Regions from separate parts of the Zea mays genome. Here region 2 is linked to region 1. Evidence: chromatin contacts called from public Hi-C data. All regions are on one chromosome and are shown on one strand. The core of a region is the stretch at or near the end of the contact, and the rest is flanking DNA. Distances in the headings are between cores, read along the strand shown.

Region 1 (6,821 bases), core at 3,725-6,224:
TCAATATTCTTGATTCTAGAAATTTCTTTTGCTAGCTTGCACACATAGCTCATAAATGTACCTTTGATCATGTCTCTTTCATATGCTGTGACTAATGTGTTTTTCAAGTCTATTTCAAACCAAGTCATAGGTGTATTGAAAGGGAATTGGAGTCTTCGGCGAAGACAAAGGCTTCCACTCCGTAACTCATCCTTCGCCGTCGCTCCAAGCCACTCTCCATTTTAGGGGGAGCAAGCAAAAGGACTTCATCTTTGGTATAATCTTAACTCATTTGTTTATGACCAAAGGGGAAGAAATTATTTCACAGGGCTCTAATGGTTCCGTTTTTGGCGATTCATGCCAAAAAGGGGGAGAAATGAGCCCAAAGCAAAAGGACCGCACCACCACCAATTTCAAAAACTTAGTGCTTTCCAAGAGTATTTATCAAATGGTATCCTATTATGTTCAAGAAGGGGGAGAAAGTAGTATTTCAAAATGATATATCAAAACCCTCTTGAACACTAAGAGGTGGATCTCCTTTAGGGGAGTTTTTATTCATTTACCTTTGACTATTTGCAAAAGATCTTTGAAATGGATTTACAAAAGAATTTGCAAAAACAAAACATGTGGTGCGAAAGTGGTCCAAAATGTTAAAAAATGAAAGAAACAATCCATGCATATCTTGTAAGTATTTAATATTGGCTCAATTCCAAGCAACCTTTACACTTACATTATGCAAACTAGTTCAATTATGCACTTCTATATTTGCTTTGGTTTGTGTTGGCATCAATCACCAAAAAGGGGGAGATTGAAAGGGAATTAGGCTTACACCTAGTTCCTATATAATTTTGGTGGTTGAATTGCCCAACACAAATCTTTTGGACTAACTAGTTTGCCCAAGTGTATAGATTATACAGGTGTAAAAGGTTCACACTCAGCCAATAAAAAGACCAAGTTCTGGATTCAACAAAGGAGCAAAAGGGGCACCCCTGGTCTGGCGCACCGGACTGTCCGGTGTGCCACCGGACATGTCCGGTGCACCAGGGGGACTCAGACTCAAACTCGCTACCTTCGGGAATTTCCGGAGGCACTCGCGCTATAATTCACCGGACTGTCCGGTGTACACCGGACAGTGTCCGGTGCGTCAAGGGAGGTCGGCCTCAGGAACTCGCCAGCTTCGGGAAAAGCCAACGGCTCGTCCACTATAATTCACCGGACTGTCCGGTGTGCACCGGACTGTCCGGTGCGACTCCGGAGCAACGGCTATCTCCGCGCCAACGGCTCTCTGCCGCGCATTTAATGCGCGCTCTGCGCGCGCAGATGGCAGGCGCGCCCATGCTGGCACACCGGACAGCAAACAGTACCTGTCCGGTGTGCACCGGACACCCAGGCGGGCCCACAAGTCAGAAGCTCCAACGGTCAGAATCCAACGGCAGTGATGACGTGGCAGGGGGCACCGGACTGTCCGGTGTGCACCGGACTGTCCGGTGCGCCATCGAGCAGACAGCCTCCCAACGGCCACTTTTGGTGGTTGGGGCTATAAATACCCCAACCACCCCACCATTCATTGCATCCAAGTTTTCCACTTCCCAACTACTACAAGAGCTCTAGCATTCAATTCTAGACACACCAAAGAGATCAAATCCTCTCCAATTCCACACAAAGCCCTAGCGACTAGTGAGAGTGATTTGCCGTGTTCTTTTGAGCTCTTGCGCTTGGATTGCTTCTTTTTTTTCTCACTTGTTCTTGTGATCAAAACTCCATTGTAATCAAGGCAAGAGGCACCAATTGTGTGGTGGCCCTTGCGGGGAAGTTTTGTTCCCGGCTTTGATTTGAGAAGAGAAGCTCACTCGGTCCGAGGGACCGTTTGAGAGAGGGAAGGGTTGAAAGAGACCCGGCCTTTGTGGCCTCCTCAACGGGGAGTAGGTTTGAGAGAACCGAACCTCGGTAAAACAAATCCGTGTGTCACACTTCATTATTTGCTCGCGATTTGTTTTGCGCCCTCTCTCGCGGACTCGTTTATATTTCTAACGCTAACCCGGCTTGTAGTTGTGTTTATATTTGTAAATTTCAGTTTCGCCCTATTCACCCCCCCTCTAGGCGACTTTCAGAAACACGTTATGACTTGATCCAAGTGTTTTAAAAATTCCATCAAACAGCCATATCCACTTTGTGGGGATGTCCTAACTTCATTTTTACCATGATACTTGAAATACTAGTTGGATGCAATGATAGCTACACAAAGTAGACTATTTTGTGCACATCTTACCAATGGTAAAATTTGCCAATAATAGTGTCATCATTAGAGTCACTATCAGTAACACCATAAACCAGAGGTAGTATGATCATCATCCATACCCATCAAGCTGTCATGCATGTCAATATCAGCATCAAGAACACCACTAGATATATCCTCACTACATTTGAGAGATACAAAGTAAGAACAATACTATTATCAACATAGCACCATGAGTATGAAAAAATGCATTCATTATTACAATGTCTGGATAGAAATATAAGGAGCACCGTCTTATTTAAACCGATAACTAAATTTTTTCCTAGTCATATCATTTCTTGTCATCCATTCATGCTTGCTCTCCAACCACAAAAATCTATCTTCCGGAGTATCCATAGTCATGAACATCTCTCTTTCCGCTCTTTTAGTAAACAATATAGAGGCAATGAAATGCTCCTTTGTTCCAACAGTGGCACCACATTCCTTCACCAATGTCATAACATGTTGGATCGAGCATCCAGATGTTTCCACCCTCCTAGCAATGGACTCACAAGTCTCTATGGTTCTCCCTACCATCTCAAGTATTTGATGAACCCAATTTGGTTTACCACTCTCGCTCGTTTACCTTTGTTAGTGGTAGAGACTCCAACCCTCTTTCCTTTACCGCTACTAGGGGTGACCTCCTCAAGTTCACTACTCATTAACGGGTTCAAATTCCACATCAACATCTATGGGTGATTGATCAACATTTGGATGCACTCCAATAATCATCACCCAGGTCTTCGAACATAGTAGCTTAGTGATCCTCATTTTCCTTTACCATATTTTCCACCATTCTTCAGGCATACTATTTTTTACCACTATCCCATCCTAAATTAATCTATTTTGTTAATTACTTTCAAATTCCATTATCAATTTTCAATATGTACCATTTGCTCTTAAATTGTTTTCGTGTGTACACAACTACTGTCCTTTCTTTAAAAATTTGAATCACATTTTGATAACCAATTTTGTTCAAAGGAGTGCCTGGACGACTTCCGATGAGTACTTCGTCAGCAAAAATCTCACATGCTATCATAGCGTACTCATCGCACCAAGTGCCCATACCGTATGGAACAAAATTTCCAAATAAACATCATTTATGAGACAACCAAAACTCATGGAAACATAAAACCTGCATAGCATATATGCTAAAAGTAATTCAAAAATATAAACTACAATTAGAAAATGACCGCCTGGCTTCACTTTTTACCAGAAGTCGTGTACTGGTGCACTGGTGCTGGTGTATGCCTAGCTCTACCGTGCCAAACAGCCCTTAGGGCTACTTTGGGAACCTCAAATCCTTTTCGAGATTGGAGGAGATTGAGGTGGAAATGAACTAATTTACTTTTCAATCTCGTCCAATCCTGAAGGGGATTTGAGTTTCCAAACTAGCCCTTAGAGTGTTTAGGACTTCATTTTTGTTACTCCAACCGTTAGACCTTAAGTAATATTATTTAAGAAATAAATCATTGTTATTAGGAAATAAATAATTAGATATTAAGATGAAACGAGGATAGAACCCTAGTATATTGGGTATTGTATTTAGGACTCGAGAGACCAAGACTTATAATCGTTTGATGAATTTTTATAAAATACGGTCGCTCTTGTAAGAATGTTTTATGATTTTGAGTTTTATATTTAAAATGAGAACTTGTTTAGAGCCTCTCTTGGATATGCATGATGTAAACTTTAATGATCGGATCGGATTAAAATCATTCTCTAATTTTATTTATTTTTAAACTAAAATTAACTAAGAGTTCAAATAAATTGTAAAGAAATATTTGAATCATGATCAATTAGCATTCGCTACGGTTCTTTAAAAAAATTGTTTCGACGGCCTTCTCCGGTTCTCCCTTCCAGGATAGAAATAGAATATGCCGCAGCATATATTTCTTCTTGATCCTGACTTGCACGGAATCAGCGTGGAGGCCGTCCATTGTTTATTAGATTATTATTATAATCGCTGCCATCTCTCCGTGTCTTGCACACGAAGGAAGAAGATGATTTGCTATATTTCCGATTATAATCACAACACAGATCGTGTCTTGCACGGGATAGACATACGTGATGTTCCATCTGTGCTAAGTCATAACACAAATTTGTTTTTAAATACATAGGAGATTTTACTATATAAACTGTGCCTTAGATTAGAAAAGATGATAATAATAATAATAATAATAATAATAATAATAATAATAATAATAATAATAATAATAATAATAATAATAATAATAATAATAATAATAATAATAATCTTCAAAGGTCGCGAAAGGAACACGCGGTCGACGCACAGAAACCAGCAGCGGCGCGAATGATCCAATCCAACGGCAGGCGGCGGGTGTACCGCGTCAAGTTTTCAAACCTGCTACAGTAAACTGTTTCCCCTTGGCAATCAATGCGGCCCCGCCCGAAAACCGAACGCGAAGAGCTAGGCGTACACCAGCCCAGCACCACGGTAGTTGTACACCTAGCGGCAGCGCGGGAGTCCGACGCCGTTACGTCCGGAAATGACGACCCTACCCTCGCCGTGCCTATCCACTCGGCCCTCCCCCAGGCCCCAGCCACAACTCTCCCGTCTCCCGGTCGTGACAGTACTGAGCCCACGAGGGCAGAGCGGTAATCTCGTACCGCGCCCGTCCCCACCCCAAGTCTCGCCATCCATCTATATTTTTTCGTCTTCGTCTCGTCTCGTCTTCTTCCCCAATTTCTCGCGGCGTCGTTCCGTCCCAAATATCGCCCCGCGATCCCCCACCTCGCCGACTGGCTCCCCCGCTCCACCTCGTCGACGGGCAGAGGAGACCCCTCAGGGCCGGGATCGGACTCCTCTTTCACCGGTAAGCATGCCCTGCCCTGCCCTGCCTCGGTTCGCGTCGATGGATTGCTCCTCGTCCTGCTCTGCCCTGCCGTTTTTCGTTTCCTCGCCGCGAGGACATCGGGTTAACCCTGGCAATTCCGTCCCGGAACGGGCGTGCCCGCCGTGCTCGCCCGCCGCGAATTTGCTCTGCTCGGTGCAGGTCAGAGTGCCAATTTGCGGTTCGATTGCCCTACATTTTCCCCCTCGCGGGTCCAACCGCGCCGCCTTTCCCCGTTAGGTAGCCCCTGCCTCAAGCAATCGAATCGGGACCCCGCATTCCACGACGACCCTCCCCCCGGGGCGTGGTGTCTACACATCTTATCTCAATTCTCAACCAATTGCGTCACGTCGTGTGACGCGCGTGGTGTTCTTGTTCGTTCGCGATTCGCGGCGTCGCTCTGTTCGCGGATTCGAATCTTCTAGGTAGGGACGAAGAAGAAGATCACCCCGCGCCTTGGAGCCACACGGCCGGCCGGCAGGCAGGCCGTTATGTGACGCGTTAGTTTCGTTTGTACTCTTGTACCACTTCTTTTCCCCCCACTTCTTGCTTTGTTTGATAGCTGTTACCGTTCGATCACCTTTTGCATTGTTCACGACTCACGTGCTTGCTACTTTGCCGCGTGTAGGCATAGCGACGATGCATGTTGGGTAAATTTGATTGCTTCTATCCTTTCGCTCCCTCTTCATCGATTTGGATCTCAACTGGACCTGTTTAAATCTTCTTTTCAGCAGGCAATTGAACTCACGCAGGGTATACGGTTAATAAGGCCAAAGTATACCAATTTGATTGCCGTGTCTGTCGACTGCACTCGCAACCGAATCGAATGTGGAAAGTGCCTGTCTCCAGAGGTCCTTTATAGCCTGTTTTAGGCTTTGTTTTGCACGGTACAACTGTTTTTCGGTGCACGAAATGAAAAACCGATGCATATATTCCTCAGGGTTTGCTTGCTTAGTTCCTGTATCTCAATGGCTTGTTTACTTAGTTTCTGTGTGGAGGAGGGTAATATTATGTTCTGTACCAAGTATTGAAGCAAATATTTCTTTTACTCTTACATTGCAGATTTTTCCATGCACTTTAGGCTAAAAATGCTTTGGTCTGAAACCTATCTGCCCTTTTTTCTGGCCGCCAACGGTTTCAGCCAACGCATACCAGTGATGAAGATCTTCCGCTGAAGCTTGCTCAAGCTGCAATAAAGCATGACGGTTGTGCACATAATGATGCTTAATCATTCATGTTGCGAAACCCTCCAGTGGAACTTCCTTCTTCTGATGCAACCATGTATAGGTGGACCTAGTTTTGAGGTGGATGCGCTGAGTTTTGAAGGTGGCGAGGGATCTTTGCTGCGGGGTTCTATTTGTTCTCAGTGATTTTTGGCAAACACTCTTTGGTTAGATTAAGAATCATGGAAAGGTAAGTAGTAAGTGCTCTTTTCACTTTTTACTTTAGATGGTCTGGAAGGTTAATTTGACCTTTACTTCCTATTTCTTACAGGTACAAATTGATACGGAAGATAGGTGATGGAACCTGTGGGAATGTTTTTATGGCTTCTAATGTAGAAACTAATGAAATTGTAAGTGCAAGAACTCACCAATTGAAACATTTTGTTCTTCCAAGAATGTGTGTACCCAATCGTCTATGCATGATGTTACAGGCTCAATTTCAGCAATAGCATATTGTACTCATTTGGCTATTTCACTGAAGAGACGTTA
Region 2 (6,695 bases), core at 221-2,720, 280 kb after region 1:
TAAGCTATAACTGAGATTACTAAGCCATACTGGTATTTGACTGAGATCACTAACTAAAGCAAACAGCACTAGAGTAATTACAAAGGTTTGGTTTGGAGGACAAACGTTACATTGAGAACTCACCTTATCTAGTATCTCCTTAATATTACTGACTGAGACAATTACCAAGAACTTGTAAGCGGACAGTTCATCCATACCAAGAACTTGTAAAAAACGACTATAGTTAAATTCCAACAGAACGAAACAATTACTGAAGATAAAGTTGTTGCTACAGCATGGTACCATCTTTCTTTTTTGCCTAGGGACTAGGGAGCAAGGAACAAGAGTCATCGAAATGCAATCTAGTGGGAGTTCTTATAGTATCCTAATAGACTATTCTAACCTCCTATTCTTGAACAGTTGACTCTCCAGGTAAACAAATGAGATGGCTGCTGACTACTGTACTACTAAACAGTGATTACTAAAAGCAGCAATCCTTGACGGTAAAGTAAGACCCTTGTAATCAAGATTTCAGACTAGGCAAGACCCCTGGGTCCAATACAAAATGTGGATCAGAGAGCCTGCGATTTCTGCCCTTCTGAGAATCGAGTTCTAGATTGGCAACTGAATCCAGAAACATTGGGTGCTAGATTTCTACTTTGTCTACCACCTACGCTACGCATTTGAGCAACGATCAGCCAACCACTACTGAGTCAAAGCATCCATACCACCAGTCCATTAATAATCTTCTAAAAAAACCCCACTTGTCAACGCTAAGCTACTGGCATTTTGCCGTGAGTGAGGAATAAGCAAAGAAGGGCGGAGTGGGATGCTCACCGATGAGGGATGCCTCGAGGAGGTGCGTCCTCCAGAGCACCTGGTCCATGGGGCTGACGGTGCCGAGCTTGAGCCCCCTGTTCTGGATCTTGAGGATGCTGGCGACGCTGGACATGAGGATGACGGAGAGCGTGCACGCCAGCGTCTTGACCGTGGCCGGGCCCTTGCCCGTCTTCACCTGGTCCACGCCGCGCATCGCAAGCTCCCGCAGCGGCCCGACCTTCACCATGAGGAGCAGCGCCACCGCGCCCTCCGCGAACAGCACGAGGAACAGCAGTTGAATCATACCGACCGGCCTCCGCCGCCGCCGCCGCCGCTCCCCCCTCCCCCAATCCGCTACGATTCTTCGACCGGACCTCGCTCCCGTCCTCTCTTCTTCGGCGCCCAGATTAAGAATGGAATGGCGGTATGGCACAGGAGCGGAGGTTTGCGGCGGCAGTAAAAAAAAAAAAACAGAAGTGAAGTGACCACCTTTCCTTGGCCTGCGAAAAGGTGAGCCGCCAGCAATCAGAAGGCCTTGCAGACCGAGAAGGAAAACGGGAAGCAACAAGCAACCGGGGAAACTCCCAGAGGAACGGCGAAAGGAGCAGCTCACCTTGCCGAAAACCAGGCGAGGAACTCGGAGCAACCAAAGACTCCGCGGAGTCCAGGCGAGGACTAGGGGATGCTGCTGAAAGAAGTCGGAGGAAAGGGGGGTCGAAAGGCGAAGCGTTAGACCAACTCCAGCAAGACTCCGTATCCGACTCCGCATCCCCATTTTGCGCGGTCTGAGGCACTGTTGCGCGCTCCAGCAGACTCCGCATCCCTCTCCGCAAAATGGACGCCGTGTCCCTGCGCTCCCCATTTCCACACTTTCTCTCTCCTCTCCGCAACTCTCTGCGTGCGCGCGCGCCTGCTGGCGGGGCCCAGGTGTCATAGACTGCATGCGGAGTGGGATGGGGAGTGTTGCTGGAAACGGAGCCGGATACGGAGAGGAGAGAGAATGTGTCGGCCGCGCGTTTTAGGGATACGGAGTCGCACACTGCTGGAGTTGGTGAGCAAAAGACGACGGCGAAAGGCGACGTGGAGAGAGAGATATATTAGGAGTGTGCCTTTTATGTTCTTTTGGATTAACAATGGCGCCTTGGCATGCAATGTGATCCCGAAAGTCTCCTCCGGCATGCTTTGCTTTCGAGGGATTTTAGTTAAAAAAAGTTACGAGCAATGCATTTGCATTTTTTTCATCTAAAAAAACTTGATTTAATTTATTTTGTTTTCTTTTAAAAAATGGGCGAATGGATGTAATTTAATTATATCCTTTTGGGTTTTGGCCCCGTTAACCCTGAGTTGAGAGCGCCGTCAGCATGACGGCACAGGGGTGAGTAAAGGCGACAGGCAGGTTCGAGCCATGCTGGACGGGAGTGAGCACTGCAGTGACCACCGTGCCAGAGGCCAGAGCAGATGAGGCCTGTGGCCTGTTGGGAAGACAGATCAATTTGCCAACCACTGTCTGATGTAGATTTTTATTTTATCCCACTGTGCCAGCATCAAGGAGCAGGAGCTCCTAGACTTGGAAGCTGGGAGGACGAGGGCACAAACATCTCCCCTCAGGACTGGGCCCGAAGACGAAAGACGTGCCAAACAGAGACACAGGCTATAGCCGGCGACGCTCCTGTCCTGTCATCACCAGTGACACACAGGCTATAGCCGCTCCAGCTCCAACTCCAATCATGGCCGCAATTGCAAAAACAACACTTATTTGGTTCGTAGAGTCACTCATGCTTTATAATATGATGCATCATAATTTCATCTATAAATTTCCATAGGATCAACTCATTCATTACTTATATACTAATTATTAGCTTACGAGGAATGAAATGGTGATGAATCAACTCGTACTATTCTAAAAACCAAATATAAAAATAAGAAGTAAGAGAGAAATGTACCACCTCATTCATCAAACCAAACACGTCCTTGTTTCACAAACTGACAGGGTGTCATGTCGTTGAAGACTGGATGAACCAGTGCCAACCGTATCATTTTCACATACTGAGATATCTACGGGTTGACAATTTTATTTTATATATACTGACAGCGTTCTTTACATCAAAACTGGATGTTCTCGTGCCTGTCCTTTGGGGCAACACACTGCCATAGAGCTCTGTAGGAATCAATCTCTCTCGCGTCTATTCCTATCGCACGAAGGTTCCGTGCGTACTCCTGTAAAATAGTGCGACCAATAGAACATGTCAGAGCCCAGAGGTGTCACTTCGTGCTCATCTATAGCCACATATATAGGGGTGAGGCCAAACCAAGCTGGTTGCAACTTAAGCTTGGGCGCCAAATAAATCCAAAATGAGAACATTGTTTGATTTAGATGCAAAGAAGGAATATAGACAGATAAATTTTTCATGGCCATCACATTGCATCAATATCATTTTTTTTATGAGCACAAGGGAAGAAGGGGCAGACAGCAAACCTGAATATCAAGAAATAGCTGCATACAGATCTTGTCTGTATCAGATATGATGCTATCTGAGGCATCTGTACTAGCTCCTACTCGCCTTTGTGCACCTTGGCGCAGTCTCTGCAATGAAGACTCGGTTTTCCTTGCCTTCAGAATTGAAATGAATCGGTCTAAGTAACTGGTGGGTCGAAAACATATTTTCATAAGCAGATAGGCAATCCTTACTCACCACAGTGACAACTTCAGAGACCAAGTCATAGTAGGTTGCAGTAATCTTATTTGCAGACCCACGACACAACTTAGTTTTATCATCTTCTGATAGATAGTGCATACGGTCCCCTTCAAGAAACACCTACACGAACAAATGGAAAATCTCAGGATAAAAGACCTTACAGAAACAAGCGTATGAAATGATTCTAACACCGCCAGAGGTATGGCAAAGAAATATAGAAAATACAGGACATCATAATAATGAGATATGATGCATTTAACAACAACAACAAAATCTTTTAGTCTCAAGCAAGCTGGGGTAGGCTTTGCATTTAACAACAATATGACTAAAATACTACATTGACCAGAAATAAATTTAAAATGTACCCCAAACGCTTCCCTTGGGTAAATCAGTAAATGAAAGCCCCGAGGTCCTAAATAGCAAATGTATCATTTTCTAACAAGTGTGCTACTATAGAACATCCATGTGCTAGTTCAGCTGCTTTGCTTGAATTAGATGAACATAAATCGTAAAACAAGGGTAAAACAGTCCATTGACCTTCAGTGGATGTAAAATCCCTGATACATATGGAGAATGCCTGACTGGAAGTTTACTCGTCATCCTATATGTCGCTGTTATTCCTTTCAGGTGCTTCAGGTCCTACAATCAATTCAAAAATAGTTGCCCAGTCAAAGAACAGGAGGAATATAGTTTCAAAGTCTCATGCTAGGAAAAAGAAATGCTGACAAGTGCAACACTTGCCTAGGCAATATTTGATTCCTAAGTGTACACTGTGCAGCTTTTCCATTATGTTCTCTCTTTTGCATAGAATGTAAAATTAGCTCTTCACTAGCAAAATAATAAGAGACCAAAACCCTTTTGTAATCTTGTTTGCAGGGGAGAAGTGATGAACTGTGATAACTAAAAATAGGCAGGTAGTAGCATCACAAGTTTATGGCGTCCTACTCACCTCATTAGACTTCTTAACTATGATTCCAATCATGACATCCATTATTGCAGGCAACAGCTCCTTTAAAGGTTCAGCAGCTTGCAATATACTTCCTTTCACAAGATTAAATACTTCAATGGGGCATGACCCTAGTGACTGATTCACATGTCCAATAAAGCTGCCTGATTCTGAAAGCTCACCAATTACAGCATGCACATCATGCATTATCTGTAAATCAATGAACAAAGACATTAGAATTCACACAGCCCCATTGCTCAACATTGCATAACCTTTTTAGCGTAACAAGACTCATGCCTTAGGAGTCAGAAACAGGAAAGGCGCACCAAGACTAAGTAACACGAACTTACCTCCATTCATACAACTGAACGTACAACAATAAGGGACAAACAGGCTTTTCAGTTCATATGTATATGAAAAACAGAAGGCACTTACTAAGAGCTTGTATTACCTCAGAGTTGCCACAAATTGGACTACAAAGTACAAACTGCAGTTCTTTTTCCACTGAACCAACACCAGTACATGTCTCTCTAGTCAAAAGGTGGAAACAGTGACTTCCTGCAGACTTACTGAGCACTTCTGAAGCAACTAGTCATCTTATAACTACTTCGAAACTCCAGAAATTTCAAGCTAAGCATAAACTTAATACAGAAACATAGAATAATGTTAATAAATAGGACAATAGCACCCAAAATTTCAGTCCTAAGCAGCTAGGTCCATAGTACAGAATGAAAAACGCTAGATCCTATTGGGACATGACGAGTTCAGACATTATTGCAGATGTAACTTACATATATGAAATCTTCTATAGGAATAGACAGTGCCCATTCAGCATCTGCAGGTGAATTTGGGCTCCTGTCAGAAGCTTTACGTGCTGATAAACCACATGAAAGCCATGTTGTATACCTTACCATACAGGAACATACACAATATATAAGTGTTCACTAAACCATTGAAACAAAAGGGGAAAATAACTTTTGCAGTAGTTATACCTTGAAATAAGCTGCAAGGACAGACGGAGGAATTTATCGCAGTGAGAGAATACAAGAACCTCATCACTCCAACATGAATCCAAACTTTCTAAGAGCTTAATACTTTGTTTCAAGAGCAACGGTTTCTGTTGAGCCTCATTCAATCCAGTAGGACTAAAGGTATTTGTAAGAGTAGAATCAAGGCCACCCGCAATTTCCTGAAATCTTGCATAAATGAGCAGGTAGAAGTCAAGTTTTGATTCCAAGAGAGTACCTCATAGCATAAAAGATATACATATTTGTGCTTACCGCAACGAAAAGTAGACACCAACATTCCACTGTCGCATGAAATCTGTGTAAGCAGGCTCATAGCGTAACTTCGTTACAGCAGACTTGGAGAAGCAGTAGCCTGCAAAATAATAGGCCGATCATGACTCCAAATACCCATATGAACCTTGAATAATTTACACTGTAGCTTTTGTGGAACACAAGAATGAAAAAAAAAGATCCTGTGGGATCAAGTTCCAGTTCAGCATTGTTGGCAGGAAAATAATCAATCCACAACACAGAAATACCTTCAAGAAAATCAAGAAATCCTAAGCTCACTTTGTAGTTCCTCAAGAATTCTTTAGGCTTTCCAGGAGAAAAGGCCCCAGGCTTGCCTTTCTGGATTGCAGAAAGGACTTCTTTGAGTATTGAATTACCCAGAAAATCAAAAACATGCAATCCAGAGTTTTCTGCACTAAAGAAAAACCAAGGAACCTTAGGTGATACAGAAAGATGAGTCTATATGCTGCATGCCATGAATGCCCCAATTCATTAAGTGATAATGATACATTTCTGTAGAGCCTATGGTTACCTGACGAAGATATTTCCAATATAAATTTGCAATCTTTTTCTACGCATGCCTTTATCTGTTGATAATCCTCTTCTAGCTCATCAGATGATGCCCCAGCAACAGCTCTTGCATAGTTTTGAGGAACTATTTTCTGGATCAATGGAGACACCACTGTTGTACGAAAAAGCTCTTCGGCTGATGATGTATTGTCAATTGCAGCATAAGCACGCAAACAGTTGTATATAACTTTAGCATCACGGTGTTCCAGACCATCCACAAAGCAGCGCTCCAAACTACCATCCAGCAGTTTTGTAGCACCTTGGATCCTCTTCTCCATGTTCTCAATAAAAGGGAGGTTCTGCACTGCCATAGTGTAACACATAAGAATCATAAACATAAGTTGAAATGATATGTATATGACGCACGGGTTTGCAATACAATGAAAC

What was found. Hi-C and Micro-C count contacts between places; a contact is called where the count stands out from the background.
Region 2: a contact with region 1 is called in a Hi-C map of endosperm, with 2.4 times the contacts expected there. The contact joins the promoter of LOC100273803 here to the promoter of LOC100272250 in region 1. A contact is called at or near these places in 2 of 25 Hi-C or Micro-C datasets (endosperm and tassel).

The regions. Positions count from the first base shown.
Region 1 is chr1:304,806,825-304,813,645 of Zm-B73-REFERENCE-NAM-5.0, forward strand. It overlaps LOC100272250 (putative protein kinase superfamily protein), which reads left to right and starts at 4,975. Exons shown (of 18, transcript NM_001146745.1): 1 at 4,975-5,091; 2 at 6,172-6,522; 3 at 6,604-6,682. The coding sequence starts at 6,515.
Region 2 is chr1:305,087,448-305,094,142 of Zm-B73-REFERENCE-NAM-5.0, forward strand. It overlaps LOC100273803, which reads right to left and starts at 1,471. Exons shown (of 3, transcript NM_001148205.2): 1 at 1,412-1,471; 2 at 817-1,298. The coding sequence starts at 1,102. LOC100383630 reads right to left here. Exons shown (of 12, transcript NM_001366826.1): 3 at 6,271-6,607; 4 at 5,987-6,148; 5 at 5,721-5,820; 6 at 5,433-5,636; 7 at 5,232-5,346; 8 at 4,444-4,650; 9 at 4,032-4,133; 10 at 3,492-3,614; 11 at 3,275-3,409; 12 at 2,754-3,015. The coding sequence ends at 2,902.